Linked DNA regions of Mus musculus: region 1 is linked to region 2. The links are chromatin contacts, called in public promoter capture Hi-C maps. All regions are on one chromosome and are shown on one strand. The core of a region is the stretch at or near the end of the contact, and the rest is flanking DNA. Distances in the headings are between cores, read along the strand shown. Region 1 holds the start of Kpna4 (karyopherin (importin) alpha 4). Region 2 holds the start of Rsrc1 (arginine/serine-rich coiled-coil 1).

Region 1 (3,329 bases), core at 747-3,246, 2.1 Mb after region 2:
GGTAGCAAAAAAAAATTAGAGATTGTTTGGTTACCTGATGTTTTTCTAAAATTTCTAACTTTGGAGTATTTATCAAATTTATATTCCCTAACTTGTGATTTTTCCCATTCTAGATATTCATATTAGTAAAAATAAATAGGTATTTTTCAACAAGTAAATTTAATGACAACTATGAACTATACATTTAAAAAGTTGGCTTTTGTTACATGTAAATTACTCCAATAAAGAGATTAAATTTGGGAGCTGAAGAAATGGTTCAGTTCTAAGCACTCACATGGCAGCTCCCAGCTGGAAGCAACTCCACTTCCAAAGGATGGGCTCCCTGGCCACAGGGCACACACATGATGCACATACACACACATCCAGACAAAACACCCCTATACACAAATCTAAAAAAAAATTTTTTTTTTTAAATTTCTTCCACTATAAAAAATGATCACAAAGATAAGCATCCTTAACTTTCAAACAATCTCTAAATAGCAACACACACCCTGGGACATACAGTTCTTCTAACGACTGCAATAAGCTAAAAGAGGATAAACTACATTAAAAGACTGACTGGCATTGGGAAAAGTCAACAAAAGTTGCCATCTCTATCCCGAAAATGCTCAAATTCAGGAACCGACCACAGCAGTCTGAAGAAGTTACCAGAACATAAAAGGGGATAAGAAGCTAAAAGCTTGACTTTTTTTTTAAATTCCCTATATTAAAAAAAAAAGTCACAATGGAAAGAAACTGTGTGCTTAATACATCGAACCTTGGAAGCAACTGTGTCTATGACAACGAAGCCTTCTTCCCCCCTTTAAAATAATACGTGATGGTGTCAGTCCATAGCCTACCGGATTCCTCACTGCCACCACCACCAGGAGGTGGAGAGAAAGGATACCGAGAAGACTAGGGGATGACAGCTTTGTATAACCCTTTGGACTTTTCTATGTAAGAATGCAAACTGGTGGTCTCTTCTCAGAGAGGAGTAAAAAGATCTGTGGACAAGCTCAAATAAGGCGGTGGAGGCAGGTGATCTTTTGACTGGAAAGGGACACATCGTGAGCCACATCTTTGAATCAGCTAGGACCAAACTGAAACCCAGGCCGCTGGAAGGCACTGCTTAGCATCACCAGGACCGCCTCTCGCGGCGGGGGTGGCTTTTTTTTCTTTCTTTCTTTCTTTCTTTCTTTCTTTTTCTCCAGCGGAGAAGTTGACTCCTGTAGTTTGGACATTGAAGTAAAACCAGAGTCGGGGCGATTAGGAAAACCTGCATGTGGAGGCGTCTCGGGCCCGGAGAAGTTCCGAGGTCGCCGCTCGCTCCCCCATCGCCCTCCACCCGCGACGCTTGGCGTCGGGGGCTCGAGCAGAGCCTGAGCTTCCGCCGCTGCGGGGCCTCCGCCGCGGCTGATATGCCCGCCGCCCTCACCCGTGTCTGGCCGGCTCGACAGGACAGGCCTAGGCCGCACCCGGCGGGCCCCGGCGCTGTCGCCGGCGGAGGCGGAGCAGGCCCGGCACAAACTTCCCGGCGCGGCGCCCGCGTCACGGCCGCTCGCCCGCCCGCCCAGCGCCATGCCGGCCGCCGCGCCCGCCCGACTCCGTACGCACCCCGCGTCCCGCCGGGGGCCGGAGGCCGCGGACCCCACTGTACCTCCAAGTCACGGCCTTTGTTCTTAAAATTCTTGAGCCGTTGGTTGTCCAATTTCTCGTTGTCCGCCATGGCCGGGCCGGCGACTCTCCCCACCCGCCCGGGCCCCGCGGGATCCGCCCCAACCACCGCGCCGCACAGACGCTCCCAGGAAGCCGGCCGCCGCCTGCGTCGCCCGCCCGTCCGCTCGCTTCCTCTCGCCCGCCGGGCCTCCGCTTCCTGGCTGGCCTCTCCTGCCCTGAGCTCGGGTACCACAGCAGCTCTGGCGAAGACGACTGCGGGGCCAGCGGCGGCGGCGGCAACGGCGGCGGAATGTGCTGCCGGCTGAGAGGGGGAGGCAGCCTCGATCTGAGGGCCCGGCTTTACGGCCACGCCCATCGCCGCCAACCCGGTCCGCCGATTGGCCGGCCGGGCTCCGGAGTGCTTAGCCAATCAAAAGGGACGATGGAGAGCGGGGGACGGAAGAGCGAAAGGAAAGGGGAAGGGAGAGTCTGGGGCAGGAAAGGGACGGGGCGCAGGAGCTTGGGAGGGGAGGGGTCACGCGCGGAGGGAGAAACCCGAGGCAGCCGAAGAGCAGCAGATCCGGGAGCGGGCGGGGATGGGCAGGGTGTAGTGGTCCTGGTTATGGTGGGATGATTCCCGGGGTGGCTTTAGATGTTGGGGTTCTGAACTTCGTTCTTTTCTCCCCCGGTGTTACTTGAGCGCTTCATTCACTTTGGAAGGCAAAGAGGTGTGTCTAAGCTACATGTGAAGTCCTAAACCCTGAGTCCTGTTCTGGGAACTGCGAACCAACCTAGGACCCGGCATCGTGGCTAGGACTGACTACGGTGATGTGCATTCTGAAAACTGAAGGGAAAGCTAGAGGGACCCGGTAGGAAAAGGAAGGTAGAAGGTTCGCAACAGGTAGAAACTTGAGAAAAATTGGTCCTTCCCTAATACCCCCATTTTGAGCAGTTTCTCTTGGGAAATTAAACTGCTTGATCACAAAGTATTAATTTATAGAGAATGACGACTATGAGCCATGACATAGCAAATGCAACATTGTGACTCTTGATAAAGGAAGTTAATCCCAAAGAAACCTCTTAACCAGGAACATTGTAACCAAAGGCGGATGTAAAACAGGTACAAAAGAGCCTCTCAAATTTTTCAGAATCGCTCCGGGCCGGTGACTCGGTTTGTAATCGTAGCTACTGGGCAAGAGGAGGAGCTGTTAAAGTAGCCCAAGAGCAAGGCCAGCCAGAGCAAGAGTCCAAAGCCACTTCGAGCAGTTTAGTGACACTTCCCCTCTTCTCTTGCGGGTTCATCTCAAGATAAATTAATAATAATAATAATAATAATAATAATAATAATAATAGAAATACAACTCATTGGAAGAAGCTAATTATGCTGGAGGCCCTAGGCTCAGAAAAGAGAGTGAGGACATGTTTTCAAAACTATATTTAAGCTGAGCATAGTGATCCACACGTTAAATCTAGCAAAGGCAGGTGGAGATGAGTTTGAGGCCAGCTGAGCTACATCATAATACCCTGTCTAAAAACAAACAAATGTGTGTGTTCATTTATCAATTATTAGTTCCCCAAATTGTGTGGTTTTTGTGAAGCAGTGGCAGTTCAGAGTCAGAAGGAAGAGGAAAGCTAAATGTGTCTGAACTTGGCAAAAAACTCTATTACAAAACCCTTTGGGAACATTTGGCTTC
Region 2 (3,612 bases), core at 529-3,028:
ATTATTTCACAAGACTCAAAACCTTACTGCTTCCTAACTTCTATGAATTTAGGAGCAATGTCACATTGAGCATCGGTCTGCTATCTGTAACACTGTAATTCCGGAGAATAATCACAGAATTTTACTCTTTTGTGAAACTGTTTAAAAAAGATCATTTAGTAATGGGATCCACTAAGTTGACATGGTGTTTCAGTAGCTTTCAACCTCTATGACGAAATACATATTCGTAAACACCTCCCAAATAGCCCCTGCTAGAAGCCTGGTAAGAGATCAGGAGACCCCCAGACGCTTCTTCATCCTTTTAACCACAGGACTTAAATACAAACGCTTATGCCATCTTCTGTACTAGAAGGATGACCACTTTAAAGGTAACCAGAGAAAGATCAGGCATGACTATCCTGTAATTTGAACCAATAGATTTCTCTATTATTTCATCTTCTTGACTCATTCTAACTATAGGGGTGGTAGATGAAGCAATGATAAATCTCCAGTGTCTGACTCCCATTTGTGTAAAGGAAGTTTAATTTAAAATTTTTATTAGCATATAATTGTATGGTTTTCTTTATGAACTTTTCACATATGGAAACATACACCTCTTCTGTTAGCCTCTTATATCCCCCCCCCCATTCCCTTCCTCGCCATCCCCAATAGTCCCTCTTTTAGGAAGTTTCAGTTTTAAGAAATTAAAAGTTTGGAAATTGTATTAATAAAAGCTATGAAGTATGATGTTTCACCAAACAGCAAATATTTTCCTGAGAAAAGACATTTCAAAGCCTTTATTTTATTTTATTTTATTTTATTTTACTTTGTCAAAGTTTTGAAAGGAACATTGACTTTAAAACTCAGGAGACAGCCTATGGACAGATACAAAAATAATCAGGACCCCCCCCCCCCAAGAGTTCCCCCAGTTTTTGAATTATTTAAAACAAACATGTAGTGTTGTGGTTTTGTTTTAAAAGAGTCCCTCAAAACTGGCTAGTTAAGGTCCAGTTACTTTCCAGGAATAAACCTATACTGGAAGTGAGTTCCATCTCAAATCTCTGTGGAAATCTGAACCTTAGTATCTAGCTAACAGTAGGCCTGAATCCAAGTTAATATTTTATATATCTCCTCATTTTTGTTTCCTTATACTAAATCATGAAAGAAAAGTCATACAAGGAAAATATTGTATATTACAGAAAATGCCACGTTTCTTTAATTTCGGTAATAGAAGCTTCTTTCTTTCTTTCTTTCTTTCTTTCTTTCTTTCTTATAAATCTACCCATTTACTTTCTCTTCTAGAGGAACCTTCTCCTATCGGGCAGATTTCTTCCTCCTATCTAACAGTTTCTTTAATAGGAGAAACTAATTGCTTCCAATCCGTGAATGCCTTCACCTTCATGGCAGGAAAAAAAAAAAAAACCCACCGATTTTAATGTATTTTTTTGCAAATAAATCATTACAGTTTAATCACACACGACTCTATGCAGACACACTCCCATGATTTATTATTGTTGGGCGAATTTCCACCTCGCTCAACAGGAACTAACCAATTTTGCTCTACGCGGATGTCTTAAACATAACTTCTTACGATGTAGATGTTTGCTGATTATCTGTGACGATAACGGCGAATACTAAGGCAGTAACATCCCATAGTACCACCTTTATTGCTTTTGGAGAATAAGAAAATCCAATTATGCAAACACGCAAAACAAACATTAAACAAAAAATTGGCGGCATGACAATCCACTCGCTCGGCATTCCTAATGGTCCAGCAGCCTGCATCGACGCACTCGACAGCTCGGCTGAAGCTGCCTGGTGCTGGAACCAGGAAGGCGCTGAGCTTAAATTGAAGCAAGTTCTGAGGACGCCGGTGGCGCCGTGGTTAGAAGAGGGGGTTCCAGGTCCCCACGTCGGGAGGTGCGAACCCGAAGGTCGAGCCAGGTGATGCCGGCGTCCAGAGCTTGGGGGCGGCGCCCGCGAAGGAGGCGTAGCGAGGCCCAGCTCTGCGGGAGGCGGCGTGGGGCCTGGCGCAGTCTGTGGCCAGGAGCTCGCCGAGGGTTGGGCCTGGGCCCGCGGCGTGCGGTTTGTAGCCGTGCGCATGCGCCCCGCACCTTGCAGGGTCCCAGCCTGCTGGCTCTGGGCGAGGGGGTCGCCGGAGTGGTCGCGGGTGGCGAGCGGCCGCAGGCCCCAGGCTTGGCCTACAGTGTGGAGTTGATGTGGAGAGGTAGCCCCCAGTCCGCGGGTCCCGCGGGTCCTCGATCGCCGTTCCTCGGATTCCCAGTTGTCCTTCCTTTTTAGCCAGGTTCACTCTCACCTCCTCCAGGTAGTCGGAGCGAGGGGGAGGCTGTGGCTAAGTGTGCACGGAATCCCCACCCCTTCTCCTGTCTATCGGATGCTTGTTGGCTGGAGAGAGAATACATGGTTAGACAGACCCTTCCTGTCTTGACATATACACACATCACTTTAAACAGTCTGTGAATTTACCTTCTAGACTTTTGGTCATGTGACCAGATAGTTAACTCCTGAACTCATTCACCTTTCTCAGGAGTTACAATGGATGTTGTCTGCCCTCGATTTTAGGTTATTATTAATGTAATTTCTGAGTTGTATTTAAAATGTTTATTGAGGGGGGGGGGAAAGCTCTAGATTTGCCAGCAGCCCAGTTTTGTCCCTACTAAGTACTAGGTTGTTAAATAAATTCACACATCATGTGCTGGCATATGAAGGTATTCGAGTTGTCATCTTTGAACTTAGATGTAAAAGCTCCCAGTGAAGTAGCTACGTAGAGTTTTCAGGTTTTAAGGAGTGGAGCAGATGTGACAGGTACAACCATGTGGGGAAAGCAGCTCTCCTTTGAGAGCTTCTCCAGTCTTAGAGTTTATGAATATTCACTTTCTTTGCAGACAAAGGAGATTTCTTGCTAAGTGGTAGCACTTTATGACTGTATGTTCAATAAGAAGGCTAAAAATGTCTGAAGCTGAAAAAGACAAAGGCAGCTGGCACTTGTCTGTTAATTGGCCTCGATGACCCAGTCTCTACATATTCAGCGTGGAGAGTTGTGATGTGAATTGGTTGTCATAGGGTTGTTGTAGTGCATTTACAGATAACTTTCTTCTGGTTTCACTCCCAGAATATGGGAAGGAAGTCCTGTGATTTGTTAGTTTAAAAAGAGACACTAAATAATCTACAGAACGTTGTTGCAACAGTAGTTTTTTTTCTAATTGAAAATAATGTTATTTGTATACGATACATTCTGTTTTTTGTTCTTTGTTTTTCCAGACAGGGTTTCTCTGTATAGCCCTGGCTGTCCTGGACTCACTCTGTAGACCAGGCTGGCCTCGAACTCAGAAATCCTCCTGCCTCTGCCTCCCGAGTGCTGGGATCAAAGGCGTGTGCCACCACGCCCGGCTGTATACAATATATTCTGATGATGGTTTTCCCTCATCTCCCAAACTAACAAATAAAGAAAAAGGAAACTAAGAAAGCATGAGAAATGTGTACACACACACAAACCATAATATACAAGCAAAAGATCGGTATGGTTTACAAAAATGACCAAACAAAGCAATATGAGAAAAAAAAAAAAAAGTTTCCAAAAAGATCTCTGTGTTTGTTTTATGTTGGCCATCT

Evidence for each region. Promoter capture Hi-C pulls out the DNA fragments that hold promoters and counts their contacts.
Region 1: a contact with region 2 is called in a promoter capture Hi-C map of liver, with 2.4 times the contacts expected there. The contact joins the promoter of Kpna4 here to the promoter of Rsrc1 in region 2. A contact is called at or near these places in 2 of 39 promoter capture datasets (liver and pre-B cells).

Annotation. Positions count from the first base shown.
Region 1 is chr3:69,125,096-69,128,424 of GRCm38.p6, forward strand. It overlaps Kpna4 (karyopherin (importin) alpha 4), which reads right to left and starts at 1,997. Exons shown (of 17, transcript NM_008467.4): 1 at 1,637-1,997. The coding sequence starts at 1,705.
Region 2 is chr3:66,983,884-66,987,495 of GRCm38.p6, forward strand. It overlaps Rsrc1 (arginine/serine-rich coiled-coil 1), which reads left to right and starts at 1,779. Exons shown (of 10, transcript NM_025822.4): 1 at 1,779-1,923.